Regions from separate parts of the Mus musculus genome. Here all the other regions are linked to region 4. The links are chromatin contacts, called in public Hi-C, HiChIP or PLAC-seq and promoter capture Hi-C maps. All regions are on one chromosome and are shown on one strand. The core of a region is the stretch at or near the end of the contact, and the rest is flanking DNA. Distances in the headings are between cores, read along the strand shown. Region 1 overlaps Dnajc15 (DnaJ heat shock protein family (Hsp40) member C15). Region 2 overlaps Gpalpp1 (GPALPP motifs containing 1). Region 3 overlaps Gm1587 (predicted gene 1587). Region 4 holds the start of Ccdc122 (coiled-coil domain containing 122). Region 5 overlaps Epsti1 (epithelial stromal interaction 1 (breast)). Region 6 has its middle 85 kb from the start of Fam216b. Region 7 overlaps Nufip1 (nuclear fragile X mental retardation protein interacting protein 1).

Region 1 (2,700 bases), core at 138-2,637, 810 kb before region 4:
CAGTTTATAGAATTTATAGTTTATAGCTTTGTTTTCTCTTTCCCATTTATATCTGATATGACTAGTATTGGTAAATAGATATTTTAGCATTAGTATTGGTTATCATTCACTGTGTGTCTGCTACATGGCAGACACTGTAGGCAGTGGAATGTACTCATAGACCAAAGATACTTCTCTCTATGAGCTTACCTTTTAACATTTTAGTGGAGATAAGCAATTTAAAACATGAAGTTTTCCAAAATTATCAAGTATCCTTAAGAAACCAGGGTAAGAAGAATAGTCGAGGAGAAGGGGGATTTGTATTATCCCTTGTACTCTCCCAGACAGAGCCATTTAGGAGACGAGGACATGGACCCTCTGAGCGTCTGAAGGAACAGTGTGTTCTGGGCAGTAGGACACTAGAGGTCTCAAGGGGGGATGTGCTTACAGCAAGTGTAATTCCAGTGGTGATGGAAGACAGTAACTAAGCTGGGGCCCAGATCTTGTACTGCTTAGGACCATGGCTGCACCTCTTTTTTGTTTCTGAGTATGTAAGATTTTGAACAGGGGAAAGGACGATTTGACATGCTTTCTATTAGCTTGTCATTTGTCCTGCCAAATCTTCAGAGTGTAGACCGAGTGAGCCAGAGCTCACTGTGAAGGTAGTCGAGAGGGAATAGTGTTAGGTAATCAGGGTGTGACACAGTGACAGAAATGGAAACTGTAACAGGATTCAAGTGAGTATTTGTTGGCTTTGTCGTTCCATGTGTGTCACTTATAACTGGAAAAGAATTAGAAACGATCTTGCTTCTGTTCTGGTGATCTTCTGTAAATATGTGTGCACCACAAATAGAAACCCTGTAAGCTTTATGGAGAATGTATTATTTACTGCAGCAGAAGAAGGAAAAGGCCTTGAGAATGTCTTGACCATTGCAGTGCTCAAGAGAGGCCTGCAGCAGGCCAGGCCAGCTGACGTGCCCATGCTGGAGGCTTTCCCTACCGAGAGAGGCATGAGCGTATTTGCTGCTGCTGCCCTTTCCCTCAGAAAGATGCTTTAATAAATCCAGCTTTCTCTTTCTAAACAGAACGTGGTTACAGTTTGTAGGGAAACTGTTTGGAATAGCTTACCATCATCTTCTTTAAGAATAATTCATTACATATTAACCCCTCGAGAAAAACTGAAACATGAAGTCCACATAGCTTCTCTTCCCACTAAGGAGTCCAGATGCCACATTCCATAAGTGCAGCATTACAGGATTTGATAAGTGTTAACTTTGGAACCAAGTGGGTTACTAAGAGGAACGGAGGGTAATTGTATGTCACTCTCACGTGCACAGGGTGGATGGTCCCAGGCCTAGTGGCTTTCCTGCTTATCGTTCTGTACACTACGTCACTTGAGAGTTACTGTCCTGTTCTTAAGTTCCACTTCTCTTATTCACGTGTTTACAGCTTCCTGTGTTGGAAGGCTGACTGGAGTGAGTGTCATCTGGGAGCAAGGGTGGTGGGTGTGTTCATTGTTTTTCCACTGGCAAGGTTTGTGTGGGCCCTCACGATTAACTGTGATGCGTTGCTGCTTGAGATCTAGAGCTACCAGTGTAGCAGAAGTAGAGTCCCCAGGTCCCAACCTCACTGCCTGCCCCCTGGTCCCTGCATATTCAGAGCCAGAGTTTCTGCTGGTCACCTGATCTTTACACCTGGACAACCTGTTGTGTAGTTTTGTTTCACTGTCTGGTGATTTTACTTTATTTGTTTTAATTATTAGCATCTTACCATTTCATGAGAATACTTAATAAGTTGTTTTTGTTCTTGACTTTTTCTTCTACATTTCATATCCAGGCTGGTGGTTAGCAATGGCCATCTTCAATTCATCTGAATTTTATGTAAGGAAAATGCTTTAAAATCTATTTTATTTTTAATTATGTGTATGTATGTGGATTGGTCCACATATGAGTGCAATTAACCTAAGCAGTGCATGATCTAGTTAGATAGATCCCCAAGGCTGGATAGAGGGGCAGATGTGCACTGCCTGCTGTGAGTCTTCTGCAAGAGCCTCCCTCGGGTTTGTAACTACCAGCCATCCCCTCAGCCCTACAAGAGGGAAGTCATTGTTCCTTGTTGTTGTTTTCATTAATTTATTTATTCACTTTACATCCTGATGATAGCTTCCCCCGAGCCCCTTTCCCTTTCCCCTTCTCTAAAAATCGGGAGGCCATCCCTGGGTACCACCCCACAGTGGTACCGAGTCACTGTGGGATTAGGTTCATCCTCTCCCACTGAGGCCAGACAAGGTGGCAGCCATTGTTCTTATTTCTTCATGGCAGTGTATCTGTTTGTTTTCTTGGTCAAAAGGGGCAGTCACAGGCTCTGGGCTTTTAGGCTGGAACTTAGTAACATATAAGTGATGGTCTCTTTTTGCCCTTTACCTCAATACTTACAAAATAAGCGGCCTCTGAAGCGAGTGGTTTCCTTGGTTTCCAGGAGGAGCTCATTCTCCCCTGGTGTGCTTGGCGCTGCTTTCCTGAGAGTTAGGGCTACTGTGATGGGTTCCACCTGTAAATGCCGTCTTTCATGTTTTACACATCACCCTCTGTTTAAACTTTGTAGCTTACTACTTATTTCTTATTTTCAAAGTCAATTTTTTTTCTTAGTAAAAATATTTTCTTTCTCATTTCTAAGGCACTCTGGGAGACAAAGGGTCTTTATGATTATCTTAGGGTTTCT
Region 2 (2,700 bases), core at 200-2,699, 940 kb after region 4:
TTTGTTTGTGTAGAGTTTTGGGTTTTCGTTTTGAGACAGGGTCTCACTCTGTAGTCCTGGCTAGCCTAGAACTCACCATGTAGCCAGCACTGACTTTGAACACATAGAAATCTGCTAGCCTGTCTCCCCAGAGCTGGACCCCAAGGCCCAAACCACCATGCACACCTACTACCTTGTTTCTCACTTTCTCATGCAGGATTCATCTAAACCAATTACAAGAGAGTCCTGGATGACTGAGCTTCCACCAGAAATGAAAGAATTTGGTCTGGGGCCAAGAACCTTTAAGAGAAGAGCAGATGACAAATCCGGAGACCGATCCGTCTGGACAGACACCCCAGCTGACCGGGAGAGGAAAGCTAAGGTAACAGGGTGGTTTTGTTTTTCTTGATTTTTGTTCGTGTGTTCTGTCTAGTTTACTTAGGGGTACTACTGGTGCAGGGTTTTGAGGGCAGCAGGACAGTTGTACATGACCCAAGGACTTGGGATGGTGGCTCTGAGTTCACGGGTACCAGTGGCATTATGCAAAGTGGAAGCAAGTTTTATTCAGGAGAGTTACAGAGCTGTGAGAAATTGAGGAAAAGTGAGAAATTAAGAGAAATTGGAACTCTTGAGAGGGGTAGGGGTTTCCAAGAACTCCCTTGTCTCAGGTTATTACACTTTGGAAGCTAAGACGAGACAAGAATCCAGTAATTACTACAAAGTTGATTAGTTCTCTGGGCTATCATAAAGTTAATGGATAGCCCGCATGCTCCATGGTCCAGTAGGAGAGATGCACTGTTACGTGCTGGCAGCCCAGCTAGGGATGGTCAAAGCCTCCCGTGTTCCTCTCTGGCTTAAGCTCTGTTAGCCATTGCCCTTGACTGTCTGCTAGCTGTCAGCCACCACCATTGTTTCTCACTGTGTTTCAGTGCTGTTAATTAATTATTCCAAATGCACTCTGTTCTCATAGCCACCTCGAAGTGCTGCACAAAGTACTGGTTTCTTTACATCTAAGCACTTGTCTGTGGTCTAGGGGGAAGTTTCTTTTTTCTTTTTTTTTGTTTGTTTGTTTGTTTGTTTTTTTGAGACAGGGTTTTTCTGTGTAGCCCTGAATGTCCTGGAACTCACTCTGTAGACCAGGCTGGCCTTGAACTCAGAGATCCTCTTGCCTCTGCCTCCCAAGTGCTGAGATTAAAAGCATGTGCCAGCACTGCCCAGTTAGGGGGAAGTTTCTTGTTAGAAGCTATCCTTACTTCCAGTCTGTACAATTATGGATACCTAAAGGATAAAAGAGTGACAGTCCTCAGCAGTTTTGATGGGGAACAGCAGACTTTGGACAGAGCCCCGCAATCACCCGATTGGCTCCCTCGTGTTTGCTGCAACTTCTCTTTTCTTCATCCTGTGCCCTTCCTCATTATCGTCACCCTGGTATTTCATTGAATCTTTAGTGTTCCTCGTTGTCACACCACCCACCCTCTTGACGTTTTCACCCTGGGCCCATTCCCTTCCTGCCCATATCGTGCCAGCCCCTGCATTACTTCCTTCTGAGATTATGTTCTGAAGCAAAGACATGAATCACCCTCTGCAGAATAGAAGGAAAGTCCCACTCCTTGTTCCCATTCTCCAGTCTGCTACCATTTTTAAAACCTAAGGAAGGCTCCAGGTCTGGGTTCAGTGCCCTTGTTTTATAGACAGGAAGCCACCCTTCATGGCTTGTCACGGAGCTAGTAAGTAACCGCTGAAAAACATTCATCTTCAAGTTTCTAACTTCAAATTCCCTGGCCTTTGTGTCCTGTTATACTATACATGGAATGATAACTTAAATGTCTTTAAAAGTAAATGAACCCAGTGAATGAAATGATACCTGGGGATCGCTCAGAGCGACTGCATCAGCTGCGTAAGCTCAGTAACTCCAGTGTAGCCAAAAAGCACCTCCACTGCTGTGTCGAACAAAGGACACAAACATAAAAGCCTGCATACATAAAGTATCTTAGGTATTAAACTTTTGTTATTAAGAAGTACTCTATTGAGTGTCAGGATCTGAACCAAGGTCCCCAGCGGTGCTCATTAAACTTACTCCCTCTAAATGTTTTCATTTCTATCAAGTGTTCCACGTAAGTCTTAAATGTCTATTACCTGTAATGATCGCTCTGTCAGTTCTGATCTAACAGGTCTATATTTGACTTATTTTATCTTGTTTATCATCCCCCGCATCTAAGGATTTCTGTTTACCACATGTAGCTGGGAGTTGAAGTCTAGTGTTTGGTTGCAAGTGATAGAAAGAAAAAAATAAGGTGAAAGCCGTCTGTGAAACTTTATTCTGTGAAGAGCTGCTTATGAGTTAGAAGTGCTAAGGGCTCGGGCAGTGGCATTGCCAGTGGGTACAGGTGCTTTCCTCCCAAGTGGGATGGCCTAAGCTCAATCGCCAGGACCCACGGGGTGGAGAGACAGAAATGACTCATAGGTTGTCCCCTGATGTCCACGTGCCTGCCCGCCATGGCATGGGTCCCCCTGCCCTGAATTAAAATGGAAAAGATATTTATTTGTAAAGGTGGTCAGGTGTGGGTGTTGTGATGCGTTCTCCACACTCTAGCAAACTGCTGTACACTGTCCAACATCATCACTACTCTTGGTCTCAAAGATGAGAAGAAATTTGAGTATGGTAACAGGTGAGGTAATGCAGTATGCACAGGAGAAGGAAAAACAACACGTGATGTCAAC
Region 3 (2,700 bases), core at 128-2,627, 760 kb before region 4:
TCCTGTACATATTTCAGTGATGTCAGGATTTGGAATGGCTCTACCTTGAGGGGAGCCAAGAAATCCTGAGTGTGTGTGTGTATGTGTGTGTGTTCATGTGCATGAGAGTATATACTGGCAAGACCAAAGCAGTTTGATGTATATCAGCCTGGCTGTTTATTGATCCCATGGAGGTAAAGAAACAGATTGGAATCTCCTGGCTGTAAGAAATATAACCCTTGACCAGCTGCAGCCATTTTTCTGTCTCCTCTGGCCAAAACAAAACAAAAACATTCATTTAAAACTTCTCACCTGGGAAGCACTTGTTAAGAGTATTTCATGCAAATGTGTAAGTTTCTTGGGCTGGACTTGCAATTCAGATCAGGAAAAAAAAAATGGTCTTGCATGCTTATGTCTGAGCATGCATTTTGCAGGAAGCCATTTTGTGAACAAGCAGACGGATTACTTCCGTGTTCTGGGATGGTCGTGCCTCATGTGAGGTTTGGGGGTGGGTTTTGCTTCACTTTCTTCATAAGGTTTTGAAGCTCGGTGGCTAGGAAGTTGATGGGGTACTGTCCCTTGCTAGGGAAGAGGTCCTGGAAATAAAGTGTTGAAATACACGCTAAAGAAATAGTGTGTTGAATTCTTGTCTTGAAAGCTTTTTGAACAGTAACTGAACAACAAAAACAAAAAACTCCAAAAATTAAAAAAATCGGATTTATATCTCGTTTATGTTTTGAGTTTTGGAGAATGTTCCATCACCTTCTTTCCAAAGTCTCGTTTCACATTTTAAACCAGGTACAGTCTACAAAGGATAATCTCTGGAAATGCTGAAGAGACTTCTCGTTAGGATTTCCAACTTTCATGGTAAATTGAGGTAAAAGCACTGTAGCACACACCTTTAGTCCCAGCACTTGGGAGGCAGAGGCAGGCAGATCTCTGTGAGTTCGAGGCCAGCCTGGTCTCCGGAAATGACACCTTGTCGCTGTGATTTTCAGCTTCTAGTGCTTTCGGGCCACCTGCTTCACACAAGGGCCTGTGCCTGGGAGGACACTGACCCTGTGGCGTCAGAGTGCCTTGCTGGAGAGCAGCTTTCAAAAGCCAGCCGAGATCATACGGGTTCTCTCTGCCAGGGACTCGATCTGTTTCAGCCATATGCTCTACTGAAAACAGATGAGAGAGGATGAACGCAGAACCTTTTAGAAACTAATTTTTAAAATTATGTCTAACTCATCAGATAAATTTTAAAGAAAATACCATCCGAAGAATTAACCAAAAAGGTTAGGAACTATTTTTGAATCGCGAGGCTCACAAACAGCAGATGGGTTGTAGGAAGGGGTGTCTAGCCCTGTGCTTCTCTGCTAATGTCAATGACATCAGCATACGAATGTCAACCAGATGCCTGTACCTTTCTGCTTTCTACTGAAAGAGAAGATCGCTTCAGATGTTAATGAGCACATGTCTCCCAGTAGGAGAAACAGTTTATTAAAACTGGGTGCTTCAGCTCAGTGGGTGTAGGTAGGGCTAAGGCTCCTTCTCTTGGCCCCCAGGTGGTATTGAGAGCTTCCTCTCTCCCATTCTAGAGAAAAAAGAAAATACCAGGCCTCATTTTTCTGGTGTCAGCAGGGTTGAATCCCTCCATAGCACCTGGCTAAGGCCTGGCTATTCAAGCTTACAACCAGAAAAAGGAACTTCTGTGCAGAAACTCCTACAGGGAGGAACAAACAATTGCAGGAGAATAGAGGCTGGGTCACCTAGAGGAGTTTGCTGCAAGGTGGCAGGGAGGGTGACATTGCAGGAATTGCTTTATGACACTCAAGGCTATAAGGTTGCCATTTATGAGAATCTGGTGGCCAAATCCACGTAGGACTCAGCCTATGCTGCTACTTCAGGCTATCCCTGGCCCTTCAATAACTAGCCTTCTACTACCAATATCACTGTCGACCTCCGAAAGGGTCCCTTTTCCCTTCTCAGAGTCTCAGGACCAATGAAAGCCTACACTAAGTAGGCAAAGCTTTATCTTAGCCAGAGAAAAGGAGAGTGGGGGTGGGGGTGGGGAAAAAACAAGGAAAACACTTATTATTATATATAAGTACACTGCGGCTATCTTCTGACACACCAGAAGAGGGCGTCAGATCTCATTATGGGTGGTTGTGTGCCATCATGTGGTTGCTGGGATTTGAACTCAGGACCTTCGGGAGAGCAGTCAGTGCCCTTACCCGTTGAGCCATCTCACCAGCCCAAGAAAACACTTTAAGAAGCTTCCGAACTAGAACTGAGGTGATAGGAGAAGGGGGTGGTCTTAGATATGAGGGGGAAGTTTAGTACTTTCTCCAGGGGCAAGGGGGCGAGGGGAGAAGTCCATCTCAGAAGCAAGGAACATTTCTTTGATTCTTGTTGTTCCAGTCTACGGTGAAAGCAGGCTGGCCAAGATGGCACAGGTAGGTAGAAGTTTATGAGGTTATAGAGTGGAGTGGTGCGGTAACAAGTCTGAGGTAAATAATTTGCTGGGTTCCATGCTGGAACATTCTTACAGAGGTAGGATATGACTGGTGGCGAGGATATCTTACCTGAAGCCACCTTGTTGATCTCACAAACACTCTTCCTTCTTGGAAGCTGTACAGTTTCAAGCCTGCCAGTGGTCCCCAAACAGTACCCTAGGTAGCCATGTATGTCCATATGACTTGCTAGCTTGCCTAGGTACAAGGAAGATTTCTCATG
Region 4 (2,700 bases), core at 52-2,551:
AAAATGAATTATGCATGTGAATCATCTGCGAGATAAAAATAAAAAAGCAGAACAAAACAAGCCCAGGCCTGACTCCCATAGACTCTGAGTCAATCTGCAGCCGGGGTGTGGGGTACCTACTCTACTATTAAGTTCTACTTGTTCCCATGTGCAACCAGGATTGAGAGGCTCTGTAGTAGCCTGGGAAAGGGGAGAGAGTGTTAAGAAATGCAGCCCAGACAGACCAGATGCTGAAGGAAATGGTATGTAAATACATTATCACAACTTCCCTAACAACTTAGCTATTTTGAAAGTTTTGTTACTGCCAGTGCTGTTGCATGAATGAATCCTGAGCTCTCATCCTTGGACATGAAAACAAGAAAAAAAGCTTCTAAACTTGCTTTTAAAAAAAAAAATCCATTTTCCTTAACAGACAGCAAGTTTATGCCAAGGCATGCATGTCTGATCAGATCTGTGTTATCTATCCCTCAGGGTTCCTGGAAGTGTCCAGCGAGCATTCAATGTGTGCCCTCTGAAAGTGATCACACGGCCTGGAGTAGGTTCTATGTGGGCTGGTTACCTTGGCCGCTAGTCAAGTTGAGATGGGTGCACACTTAACAAGACTTCTAGACTCCCGGATCCCCTAGAGTCTTCTCATTCAGGAAACACTTGAGCACTTGGAGGAAGACCAAGGAAAATGAAGGCCCTCTCCTTCCTCCATTGCCAGTCCTCAGAAAATGCGCTTTCTCTTACCTTCTCATATATTTTGAAGAGTGGGTATTTTTCCATTTACAACAGTACTTGATTTTCAAATTGTTGTTTTTAAATAAATAACATTAAACCCTTGGGGGACAAAGGAGCCTTAATTTTTATCTTATTGCTACTGTAAGAATGAATGCATTCCGTCCTGTGAGGGGACACACTTGGGGGGGGGGGTAAGAGAAATCGACGTTGCCAACACAAGTGAACAGTCAAGGATGTTGGTCCCAAATGAAAGTACAGAATCAGCCGAAAGGGGGAAAAAATGAAAACTAACTAGAAACTTAAAAACTAAACAAAAAGTGAAAAGAAAAAAGAAAAAAAAAAGCCACTCCCCCACAAAAGTCACCAGAGTCCCCTTACTTGAGCCCGGATTGGAGGGCGCTAAGTGACAAGCTGGCCACACTGCTGGGTCAGCAGATCCTTCTGGAGTCGCCACGGCCCGCGGGGAGAGGGGACGCTTCTTCCCTTCCCTTCCGGGCGCCTCACGGGACGCGCTCGCCCGCGGCTCTCCGGGCCCCCGCGCCTCAGCGCCCGGGCCTCAGGCGGCCTCCACGGTGACTGCGGGCGCTGACCCGGAACTGCTGAGCGGCGCGGGAATCCCCCGCAAGGGGCTCGGCCTTGCGTCTCCAGGGCGCCACCTCGCGGCCGTGGCGGGAACACCCAAACCCGGGCGCACGCCCGCGGGAGCCCGAGGCCGCCGGGAGGCCCGGGGACGCGGTGAGGCGGGCGGACCGGCCGGCCGGTGACTTTGGGAGCCACTGGGGTTCGAGCGCCGAGCCTGCAGCTCACGCCCCAGCTCGCGGCCGCCGAGGAGAGCGCGGGAAGCAGCCCTGCGGTGAGTCCCGGGCGGAGGGGAGGTCGGCGCGGCGACGGGACGGACGGACGCACACCGTGCAGTCCAGGCTCCTCCGAGGTCGCCTGCACGGCTGGCGGAAAGAATGAATGAAGGCGCCAGTGCCCTACGGGGCGGGCGGAGGTTGGGGTGGGCGTCGGGGTGAAGGCTCAGCAATGGTAGGTGTCAGAATTGGGGGTCACAGGGTCGGCAGAGGGGAGCTCCAGCCTGGACAGGGAGTTCAGAGAATCTGCAAGTGGTCAGAAATCGACCCTGATCCAAGTTGCAGTGGCTTTTGGGATTATCCCAAGTGCGGAGGACTGTGTAAACCTGGGGGGAAAGCCCAGCCTGTGGGCTAGCTTTTACCTTTAAAAAATGAGTGTGTTTGTTTGTTTGCTTGCTTATGGTGACAGACACCTTTACTCTTCTCTCTCTCTCTCTCTCTCTCTCTCTCTCTCTCTCTCTCTCTCTCTTTCTTTCTTTCTGGTGACATACACCTTTAATCCCAGCACTTGGGAGGCAGAGGCAGAGGCAAGCAGGTGTCTGAGGTCGAAGCCAGCCTGGTCTACATAGCTAGTTCCAGGACTGCTGGGGCTGTTAGACAGAGAAGCTCTGCCTCGAATCCCTGTCCCAACCGCAACCCCAAAGAAGATTGGCTGCTGATACTGCTCAACTTAATATCCTAAAGGTGAGACCTCAGTATTTCATGAGATGTGATCTAATCTTATAGACATGATGGGGATAATGACATAACAGATTTACATCCTATAATTAAAAAGACTTGATCTCAGACAACAAGTAATTTTGTACTTAAAATCTGCTATAAGGAAAACAAAGCATAATTTCTATTCTATAAAAATGTACCCAGCTGTTCACAAAATAAAAGATGGCTCTGCCCTTAATTGTCAGGATGAATGGTGCACTGGCTTTTCTGCTCTGCACACTACATTTATTTTGGTTACTTTTTGTATTGATGCAATTTACTTCCTATTTTTATTTTTATATTTATTTATTTATTTTTGTTCACCACAAATTTCGGTTGTATCTATAAGAAGATCGAATTTATTGTTATTTGTGATCACTTTTCTTTACAGCTGCTATGGCATAAAAAGTCTTTGGGGCAAAAA
Region 5 (2,700 bases), core at 148-2,647, 900 kb before region 4:
GGTCCAAGGTAGACTCGTGAGAGCCTGCACATCAGCAAGTCCCAGGTGAGGTCAATTCTGCTCACTGACCTTTTGTTTGGAAAGGCTAGAGAGCTGCTCCTTCTCCATCACGTTCAAATTTATATCATTATTATCAATTTAGGAAAGCTAAATTAATTAATCCAATTAATGTTTCAGTGTCTAAAGATTGCCATGGCTCTATAGCTGTGGTGTGACCTTGAAAGAGGTTCATCTGAGTGTTAAAGAATAGAGTTTCACCCACCCATTAAGAAAGTGTTTTGTTGGGCATGAAGAAATGGACTGTAAACAACCCACAAGCCAACCAAACAAGGTTGTAGGGACCAAGTAACACCAGACAAGACTTAGATGAGAGTCTATAACAACAACTGAAATTCTCCAGGTTCTCTCAGCCTTCAATCCAGTTTCTGGTAGTGTTTCCCATGGTTCCACTTGATATGCAGATAGACTGCATAAGATGTGCTTTCTTCCCGCTACCATCACAGACCAAAGCTCCAGCTTTTCAGGTGGGAGATAGGAAGAGAAAGAGATGAAGAACAGAACCACGGTGAAAAGAGACGTATAAGAGAAAGAGATGGAAAAAAGGTGGTTTCAGCAAAGCTCTTTTGTGTAATAACCAACTGGTAGTGGATTGCTGGATCAAAATTTGTAATAAATTACCTGTGGGTTTTTTTTTATATATATATACTTTCCGCGCTTATTACAGTTTGTGTAAGCAAATCCGGGCTTGGTGCCACCTGCATCACTATGGCAACAAGTTGCCCTTGGAGTTGGGAGGTGAGACTTGCAGAATCATTTTACAGGAAGAGTTCTGAGAAAGTTGGGAGCTTGCCCAAGGTCAAACAACAAAGGCAGATACTCTCCAAGAAAGTCTAGAGAATTCCTTCAGGGAGGGGCAAACCTGAATTCCCTTTCAGTGTCACATAAGCCATCAGCTTCCGGCTTCCTTAACTCGAAATGCAAAAAATCCCATCTATTATGGCTAGGTGTGATAGCTCATGCCTTTAATTCTAACACAGAGAGGCAGAGGCAGCTAATTTCTGTGTGTTCTAGGTTAGGCAGGGCTACATAATGAGACTCTGTCTATAGATAGATAGATAGATAGATAGATAGATAGATAGATAGATAGATAGATCTATTGCTTAGAATGGGGTTTAAACTTTGAACAATACTTAATCTGTAAAAATAAGCAAGAGGAGAAAAGAAGGGGAAAGAGGAGGAAGAAAAACAAAGATAGAAAAGGGAGAAAGAAAGTAAGAGATAGGGGGAGGAAAAGAGGGAGAGAGAAAGGCAAAGATAGGAAGGGGGTGGAGAACCAGGAGTTCTGTTTCTAAGAAGCAGCAGCAACAGGTGCTGCACGTGGCCTTCAGAACCATGAGTCAATTCCCTGATCTCAAACCTCCAACACTAAGCCTCACTTCCTGTTAGGCCTTTGCCAAAGGGGAGGGGCTTAAACAATTGCCACCTTGTTTCTCGTTCTCTAGCAAATGAGCATTTGTAAGAGATTTTCCCCAAGTTCTGGATGCTACTAAAAACTTAAGTATGGCTGTTTGGTTGAGAAAATCTGATATCACTGCCGCTAAAAGGGTGGTGCACACATGCTCTTTCGCTCGGTGGCAAGAAGGCTGTGTTTACCTTCAATACACTCTCCCTGGAAAAAGATCTGTTTGAATACAAATATGACCATGGCCCACTATCTGACGCTGTTGCTTGTTGCTTTGTCTTTTGGGCATCCACACTGCTCTGAGGTGAGGCCGTGGGTGTGGTGACTCACACCCCTAGTTCTGAGACTAGGATGTTGGAATATGAAACCCAGCTACTCTAATTACGTGGGGGTCGTGGGGCACCTTATCTTTCCTCTCTGTGTCATTTCCTCATTTGCACAATTGGATACCAGCCACCTTCTCAGATTACAGCGAGGGTTGAGTGAGTAGTACTCTGGACTGTGTCTGGAGGGGAACCTGACAGCTGACCCTCAGTAAGCATCAGCCGACCTCCCCACCACCCACTTACCTTCTCCCTCTGGATTGCTTTCATTTTTTGGAACTTGGCTTCCTCAGCTTCCTTCCTGATTCGAATAGATTCATCCCTCTTGAGCTGAATTGTAGTGAGATTACAGAGGACAGGAAAAAAAAAAAAAAACCACACACACACAGTTACCATTTTTCAGTCTGAACTTCTGGAACACAAAATTATGATGAAAGGCAAATTACAGTATTGTTTGTGTTATCCCTCACCATGATTATAGGTTGTTACTTTAAGCCACTTAGATCTCAGAAAATGGCCAGGCTGCACCTCCTGTCTGAGAAATCTTAGTGTTCCTTCATGGGTATCTATCTATCTATCTATCTATCTATCTATCTATCTATCTATCTTTTATCTATCTTGCTTACTTTCTCTCTTTCTCTGTCTCTCTCTGTGTGTGTGTGTGTGTGTGTGTGTGCACGTGTGTATGTGTGTGTGTGTGTGTGTGTGTGTGTTTATCCATGCACACAGGACAAAAGAGGTAAACAATTATTCTTTATTATAAAACTCATAGGACTTATTGTAAAAACACTGGTTATCTTAAATCATTTTTGTACTACTTGCAATCACTATTTTGGGAATGAAAACATAGTAACCTTAAACTATAGTTAATATGTAACTAATAGTAACTAATAGTAAACTATAGTTAATAGTAAC
Region 6 (2,700 bases), core at 96-2,595, 970 kb before region 4:
GGAATTAGCATACTGCTCCAAGAAACATATATGTCCAAATCCCCATTCATACAGTAGAAGCATCAAGAAATCGAGGCTCCAGGAGATGATCAGGTCCCAGGGTAGACTCCATATGAATGGGATCCTTGTCCTACTGAAAAGGCTCATGATAGACCTGTTGCCTCTTCTTCTACATGAAAACATGACAGTAAGGCCATCAGCCAGCAAGTGTTGTCTCCCCAGATGCAGAGTCTGTGAATTCTGTAGTCTTAGACTTTTAGCCTCCGGTAATATAAGGAATACATATGCTGTTCATAGGCAAGTCAGGCTAAACAAGCTCCTTAAAGCAGCTTGAATGGATTAAGTCACCTTAATTCGCATCCCTTGTATCACTAGTTCAAACTCTAGGTGCTTAGTCCCAGCCAATCAACCAGTAGCCTTTGATATACATCCATGCCTGGATAAATGAAAGGATGCAGAAGGATAAATAACGAAGTGTAATTACAACCATCTAGCAACAAGACCCAAAGTACTATCCATTTGTTAATTGCTCATCTGTACTTGCCAATATTTATTTCTATAACACATGAAATTATTTTACAATAATTTGCTTCTTTCCCAGTTAAAAAAAAAAGTTACCCTCAAAGCAGAGACATACAGGACTTGAAGATTTCCTATGCAGAGTTACCTTCATATCAAAATGTATTCCAATTGGCTCAACAAGGCTGGTTAAAGACATATGGCATGATGGTAGACTATCTCAGGCAGTGGTTTGTGTTCCTTCCCTGGTATTTGCCATCTACATATCTCAAAAAGTTCTTTAAGAAAGATGCTTGCAACCATACATATTCAGAATTTCAGCTGTGAGGTTGTAATTTTCCATACTTGCACTTAAAAAAACAAAACAAAACAAAACAAAACAAAACAAAACAAAACAAAAAGTAGAACCAGACAGGTGAACAAAATCTGTTGGGGAGTATGGAAAATAAGAAGGAAATTCAGGCCAACTTCCCCAAGAACTTTCAAAATAAGAAAGCATCGTTTCCCCTACCCCTGGGTCCACAGTAACTACCACCACAGTGGGGAATACCATTCCTGAACACACACACCAAAACACGTCTGCCAGGGAGCCAGTCTGGCAGGTGTAGCTGAAGTGGCTGCTTGTCACAGCAGTAAAATGTCTGCTGCCACAGCACATTATCAATTGGTTTAGCAGTATTTCCAAGACGGGCTGAAGGATTCAGTTTTCTTCATATAAGGCAACAACAAGGGTTTCAAATGGACCAAACATTTCCTATCCATATCCACGCACTCACAGCTTCTGTTAGCAGAGAACAGGGTTGGGGCGGAGTATCTGCATTTGTCTTTTTGATTCTAGAGAAACTGCCAGATCACCATCTGTTCTTTGTCACCTTCACCCCAGCCAATATGGAGCTTTCTGCATGCCACCATTGCCCTAGTTATGTGTCATGGCCCAAGGTTTCAAATCCCAATGTTTCCTGAATATAGAGACTTTAAAAATTAATCTTAATAGAGCATTTGGCAAAACAGATGATCTATTGATGCTATGAAGTGTTATTGGTTGCTTAGCAACCCAGAAACTCTATCACCTATTTATCTGCCTAACATCTATCTGTCTGTCTGTCTGTCTATCTATCTATCTATAATCTATCACCTGCCTATTATGTTTGTCTGCTTATAGACAAACAGATAGAATCACTCCTCCAAGCTTTGTTCTATGAAAGACTAGATGCAATGTACCATGGAGGATGGAGAGGTGGTTGTGGAACTGAGCTACAGTGTATAGAGATCGATATTCTTTTACTCTAGGGATGAACTTGTTCAAGGTCACAGAGACTGAACAGGAAAGCCTATTAAAATAAGTTACACAGAACACAAAAAAGATATGTTTCCCTCATAGGTACAAGTCAGATAGGGGACTACAATTGTGTCTAGTTAATTCTTATAAAAAGCACTGGCTTCCCAATAAACAACTTTTTCCACTTTGAAGATCAAGGAGCAAAACTAATAAATGTGTAAAGACCAAAGGATGACCTAGTTGTGACTGCTCATTATATTTGATCTATAGGCTGTAAAAATGAGCTCTACAATCAGACTCTTTGAGAGCTTTTCATTAAAAATAAAAATAATATACCATTCTGCCTGGAAGATCCCACTGGTTGGGGCAGCCTGACCAACTCGGCCACCATTTAGGCTCACTCAGTCTCAGCACCTCCAGGCGGTCATCCCAATACATACTCCATCTACAAGCAGCTGGACCACAAAGAGGAGCCAGTGTTGCAGAGTCAGAGCCAGGAGCATATCATCATCATAACTACAGATGAAAAACTGAAACATGGCTGAGAACAAAAAAGTCTCAGCAATGGTCTGGTATTTATGGTGCTTCAGACACCAGAAGCCTTGAGCCAGACCAATGACTCATGGCAATGCATATGTGCATGTAGAGATGTAGAGCTGTATAGGGAAAAACAAAAGCTACATCCCCTGCTGCACTATCCAATGCCACTGGGATGAATGAATTTGTGATGGAGGGATAGGAAGGATGGGGGAATGGAATGGTGCTTATGCCATGGAGAGAGGCTGAACCACGCTGATGGCTGAGGCCTGAGCTGCTACCATGTTGATGCTCATGACCTATATTGCCACTTAAAGCCATCAGGGTCCAGGGTACTCCTGCTACCAATGAAAGCCATGCAAATG
Region 7 (2,700 bases), core at 92-2,591, 900 kb after region 4:
AAATCAATGAGCAAAACCATAGAAATAACAGGTCTGAGTAATTAGCGAGCAAAATACCCAAACCCTTGTATCCCCAAACTGGCAAAGCTCAAATATTTACAAATATTTAACATTTATTCCACAAGAAAAATATACATGATATATTCTACTCATTTGTAAATGTCAAACAAAGTTATTGTTAAAAATAAAGATAGGGGCTGGAGAGATGGCTCAGTGGTTAAGAGCACTAACAGCTCTTCTAGAGGTCCTGAGTTCAATTCCCAGCAACCACATGGTGGCTCACAACCATCTGTAATGGGGATCTGATGTCCTCTTCTGATGTGTCTGACAGCTACAGTGTACTCATATGAATAAAATATATGTATCTTAAAAAAAAAAAAAAAAAGCTGGGCAGTGGTGGTGCACGCCTTCTTTAATCCCAGCACTTGGGAGGCAAAGGCAGGCGGATTTCTGAGTTCGAGGCCAGTCTGGTCTACAGAGTGAGTTCCAGGACAGCCAGACAGCCAGAGCTATACAGAGACCCTGTCTAGAAGAAAACCAAATAAAATAAAATAAAATAAAATAAAATAAAATAAAATAAACTGGGCAGGGAGATGGATCCTCTGACCCATCCTTAATGCTTTCTATACAAGCGTTAAGACCCAAGTTCAAATTCCCACGAAGTATATAACAAGCTGGGCGTGGCCACACTCAGGCCTGTTAACACCAGTGCAGCACTGGAACACACAGGAGGATCTGGGATTACTGGCTAGCAGGCTAGCTGCAGCCTCGACCCTCCTCTATCCTCCAAGTGCTTATGATCACACACACACACACACACACACACACACACACACACACACACACACACGACAACCAGTCTGTAATCCTCACTGGAAAGACAACAGATTCTAGATCAAAAGCCTGTCGGATGCAGCCAAGTCAGAACTCAGAAGTGCGGTTTTAGTCTTAAATACATCTATTACAACACCACGCAAATGAGCTGCTGAGGTGGCACACACACACCTTTTATTGCAGCACTTGGGAGGCAGAGACAGGTCCATTTCTGTGAGTTATAGGCTAGCCATGGCTACACAGTAAGACCCTGTTTCAAAGAAAAAGATAGAAAAAGAAATAAATGGTGAAAGTAAAATGATTCATATCCAGATATACTTGTTAATTGTTATTATTCTCTGAAATACTGAAATGTAGTATTTCATGCAGGCATCTGTGATCCACTTATAAACTCTAAGCTCGTGGAATTCTTGTGCTATTGTGAACCGCTGACTCACTGTACGTTACAGATCAGCTAGGCTGTTGAGGCCCTTCTTCCTAGATGAACTGCATTGAGAATCACAGCAGGGAACTTACAAAGGGTAAGCAAGCAGTTTCTAAAACTCAAGGAAGACCTACTCAATTTTCCACCTATACCACAAACAACTTGTACCCCACAGCTAAGCACACAACAGAATGACAAGAGCACAGAATGACGGGGCACAGTAGCTTTCCCAAGTAAGGTAAAGTTAACTGGGAAAATGGGATGAACCAGTACAACTGGTCTGGGAATTGACTGATCCTGAATCTTTTTTTTTTTTTTTTTAAGATTTATTTATATGTAAGTACACTGTAGCTGTCTTCAGACACTCCAGAAGAGGGAGTCAGATCTCTTTACGGATGGTTGTGAGCCACCATGTGGTTGCTGGGATTTAAACTCTTGACCTTCGGAAGAGCAGTCGGGTGCTCTTACCCACTGAGCCATCTCACCAGCCCGATCCTGAATCTTTATCTGTGATCAGTGATGCCGGGCATTCTAGGGTCCTGGAGAGGCCAGGGCTAACACAAAGCAGTTTCCCCTTTTGTCTTGCAAATAAGATCTACAAACTTCAATAATCTAATATCAGATAAAATTGATTTTTCAACTACAGTAACAGACTGGTTTTTCAGAATCCTAGCCTCTCTACCTGTCAAAAGGTAGAAGTGGGACTAGAGAGGTGGCTCAGTGGTTAAGAGCACCGGCTGCTCTTCTAGAGGATATGGGGTCAACTCCCAGTACCCACATGGCAGCTCCCATCTCTCTGAAACTCATCTCAGGATACCTGAGGGCCTTGTCTGATCTCCAGACACTAGGCACACACATGGTGCATAGACATAGATGCAGGTAGAATCCACGTACATGAAATAAAATAATAATTTTAAAGTGGAATGCTAATATAATGGTGGAAAACCTGATCCCATGGCATCACAGGAGACAAGGTCTCAATAACTCGTCAGTTGGGGGGGGGGTTTGGGAGGGAGGGACATATGACATGAAAACAGGGGACTGTTTGGGGGGCAGGCAGGACTGAGGAAGTCAGTATGATAAAGTGTCATAGCAGAAGCTGAATCTTCCTGATTAATTTGATGTTTATTTTTGAGTTTTTATTTATCATTGTCTTAGTTCAGGTTTTACAGCTGTGAACAGACACCATGACCAAGGCAACTCTTATAAGGACAACATTTAATTGGGGCTGGCTTACAGGTTCAGAAGTTCAGTCCAGTATCATAAAGTGTCCTGGCCCGTGGGACAGTCTAACAGGGTCTGATGAACCACCTGTGGAGAGAATGAGAGGCGAGAAACACAAGGACGGACAGCAAGTCTGATTGATCAAGCTGTCAAATTTTTATTATTCCCAGGCAGGTTTTATGCCCACAGAAGCAGGATATGGGGAGGGGGGTGATGCA

What was found. Promoter capture Hi-C pulls out the DNA fragments that hold promoters and counts their contacts. Hi-C and Micro-C count contacts between places; a contact is called where the count stands out from the background. HiChIP or PLAC-seq counts read pairs in DNA pulled down with a chosen protein or histone mark.
Region 1: a contact with region 4 is called in an H3K27ac HiChIP or PLAC-seq map of acute myeloid leukemia, with 6 times the contacts expected there. The contact joins the enhancer-like site here to the promoter of Ccdc122 in region 4. A contact is called at or near these places in 9 of 39 promoter capture datasets (the 3T3-L1 cell line, 3T3-L1-derived adipocytes, embryonic stem cells and 4 more), 1 of 15 datasets of contacts at CTCF or cohesin (the NIH/3T3 cell line), 6 of 484 Hi-C or Micro-C datasets (the 3T3-L1 cell line, 3T3-L1-derived adipocytes, the Ba/F3 cell line and 3 more), 10 of 115 datasets of contacts at active chromatin or transcription factors (the NIH/3T3 cell line, acute myeloid leukemia, bone marrow-derived dendritic cells and 5 more) and 3 of 9 other capture datasets (adipose tissue, embryonic stem cells and liver).
Region 2: a contact with region 4 is called in an H3K27ac HiChIP or PLAC-seq map of acute myeloid leukemia, with 9 times the contacts expected there. The contact joins the enhancer-like site here to the promoter of Ccdc122 in region 4. A contact is called at or near these places in 5 of 39 promoter capture datasets (3T3-L1-derived adipocytes, the C10 cell line, hematopoietic stem and progenitor cells and 2 more), 2 of 484 Hi-C or Micro-C datasets (bone marrow-derived macrophages and microglia), 5 of 115 datasets of contacts at active chromatin or transcription factors (acute myeloid leukemia, bone marrow-derived macrophages, embryonic basal ganglia and 2 more) and 3 of 9 other capture datasets (adipose tissue, embryonic stem cells and liver).
Region 3: a contact with region 4 is called in a promoter capture Hi-C map of hippocampal neurons, with 5 times the contacts expected there. The contact joins the enhancer-like site here to the promoter of Ccdc122 in region 4. A contact is called at or near these places in 5 of 39 promoter capture datasets (cranial neural crest, frontonasal cranial neural crest, hippocampal neurons and 2 more), 1 of 484 Hi-C or Micro-C datasets (peritoneal macrophages), 6 of 115 datasets of contacts at active chromatin or transcription factors (bone marrow-derived dendritic cells, bone marrow-derived macrophages, embryonic stem cells and 2 more) and 2 of 9 other capture datasets (adipose tissue and embryonic stem cells).
Region 5: a contact with region 4 is called in a Hi-C map of the N1E-115 cell line, with 5 times the contacts expected there. The contact joins the enhancer-like site here to the promoter of Ccdc122 in region 4. A contact is called at or near these places in 11 of 39 promoter capture datasets (the 3T3-L1 cell line, 3T3-L1-derived adipocytes, the C10 cell line and 4 more), 1 of 15 datasets of contacts at CTCF or cohesin (pro-B cells), 16 of 484 Hi-C or Micro-C datasets (B cells, the HL-1 cell line, the N1E-115 cell line and 10 more), 13 of 115 datasets of contacts at active chromatin or transcription factors (the NIH/3T3 cell line, acute myeloid leukemia, astrocytes and 8 more) and 2 of 9 other capture datasets (adipose tissue and embryonic stem cells).
Region 6: a contact with region 4 is called in a promoter capture Hi-C map of hippocampal neurons, with 6 times the contacts expected there. The contact joins the enhancer-like site here to the promoter of Ccdc122 in region 4. A contact is called at or near these places in 2 of 39 promoter capture datasets (embryonic stem cells and hippocampal neurons), 2 of 115 datasets of contacts at active chromatin or transcription factors (embryonic forebrain and embryonic stem cells) and 2 of 9 other capture datasets (adipose tissue and embryonic stem cells).
Region 7: a contact with region 4 is called in a promoter capture Hi-C map of embryonic stem cells, with 3 times the contacts expected there. The contact joins the enhancer-like site here to the promoter of Ccdc122 in region 4. A contact is called at or near these places in 6 of 39 promoter capture datasets (HPC-7-derived erythroid cells, the SN4741 cell line, cranial neural crest and 3 more), 3 of 484 Hi-C or Micro-C datasets (bone marrow-derived macrophages, pre-pro-B cells and reprogramming fibroblasts), 5 of 115 datasets of contacts at active chromatin or transcription factors (craniofacial prominence, embryonic basal ganglia, embryonic limb bud and 2 more) and 2 of 9 other capture datasets (liver and pancreatic islet).

What each region holds. Positions count from the first base shown.
Region 1 is chr14:77,848,783-77,851,482 of GRCm38.p6, reverse strand. All of the region lies in intron 3 of Dnajc15 (DnaJ heat shock protein family (Hsp40) member C15), which reads left to right. Among named protein-coding and RNA genes, the nearest start is that of Dnajc15, 25 kb to the left of the region's middle. Within about 2 kb of position 1,387, at least 36 of the 459 cell types and tissues checked have an H3K27ac peak or open chromatin away from gene starts, as enhancers often do. A contact at or near this core is called in acute myeloid leukemia, adipose tissue and bone marrow-derived macrophages, where this site is marked.
Region 2 is chr14:76,096,115-76,098,814 of GRCm38.p6, reverse strand. Gpalpp1 (GPALPP motifs containing 1) reads left to right here. Exons shown (of 8, transcript NM_026177.3): 6 at 197-361. Among named protein-coding and RNA genes, the nearest start is that of Gpalpp1, 13 kb to the left of the region's middle. Within about 2 kb of position 1,449, at least 23 of the 459 cell types and tissues checked have an H3K27ac peak or open chromatin away from gene starts, as enhancers often do. A contact at or near this core is called in acute myeloid leukemia and bone marrow-derived macrophages, where this site is marked.
Region 3 is chr14:77,791,823-77,794,522 of GRCm38.p6, reverse strand. Gm1587 (predicted gene 1587) reads left to right here. Exons shown (of 3, transcript NR_157389.1): 3 at 1-578. Among named protein-coding and RNA genes, the nearest start is that of Gm1587, 5.8 kb to the left of the region's middle. Within about 2 kb of position 1,377, at least 26 of the 459 cell types and tissues checked have an H3K27ac peak or open chromatin away from gene starts, as enhancers often do. A contact at or near this core is called in adipose tissue, bone marrow-derived macrophages, hippocampal neurons and 2 more, where this site is marked.
Region 4 is chr14:77,035,373-77,038,072 of GRCm38.p6, reverse strand. Ccdc122 (coiled-coil domain containing 122) reads right to left here and starts at 1,301. Exons shown (of 6, transcript NM_175369.4): 1 at 1,102-1,301. It overlaps Lacc1 (laccase domain containing 1), which reads left to right and starts at 1,456. Exons shown (of 8, transcript NM_172488.2): 1 at 1,456-1,576; 2 at 2,083-2,261; 3 at 2,668-2,700.
Region 5 is chr14:77,931,563-77,934,262 of GRCm38.p6, reverse strand. Epsti1 (epithelial stromal interaction 1 (breast)) reads right to left here. Exons shown (of 12, transcript NM_029495.2): 5 at 2,032-2,115. Among named protein-coding and RNA genes, the nearest start is that of Epsti1, 29 kb to the right of the region's middle. Within about 2 kb of position 1,397, at least 61 of the 459 cell types and tissues checked have an H3K27ac peak or open chromatin away from gene starts, as enhancers often do. A contact at or near this core is called in the N1E-115 cell line, Th1 cells, acute myeloid leukemia and 1 more, where this site is marked.
Region 6 is chr14:78,003,111-78,005,810 of GRCm38.p6, reverse strand. No RefSeq gene overlaps it. Among named protein-coding and RNA genes, the nearest start is that of Fam216b, 85 kb to the left of the region's middle. Within about 2 kb of position 1,345, at least 1 of the 459 cell types and tissues checked has an H3K27ac peak or open chromatin away from gene starts, as enhancers often do. A contact at or near this core is called in hippocampal neurons, where this site is marked.
Region 7 is chr14:76,137,297-76,139,996 of GRCm38.p6, reverse strand. Nufip1 (nuclear fragile X mental retardation protein interacting protein 1) reads right to left here. Exons shown (of 10, transcript NM_013745.5): 10 at 2,618-2,700. Among named protein-coding and RNA genes, the nearest start is that of n-TEttc6, 14 kb to the left of the region's middle. Within about 2 kb of position 1,341, at least 4 of the 459 cell types and tissues checked have an H3K27ac peak or open chromatin away from gene starts, as enhancers often do. A contact at or near this core is called in embryonic stem cells, where this site is marked.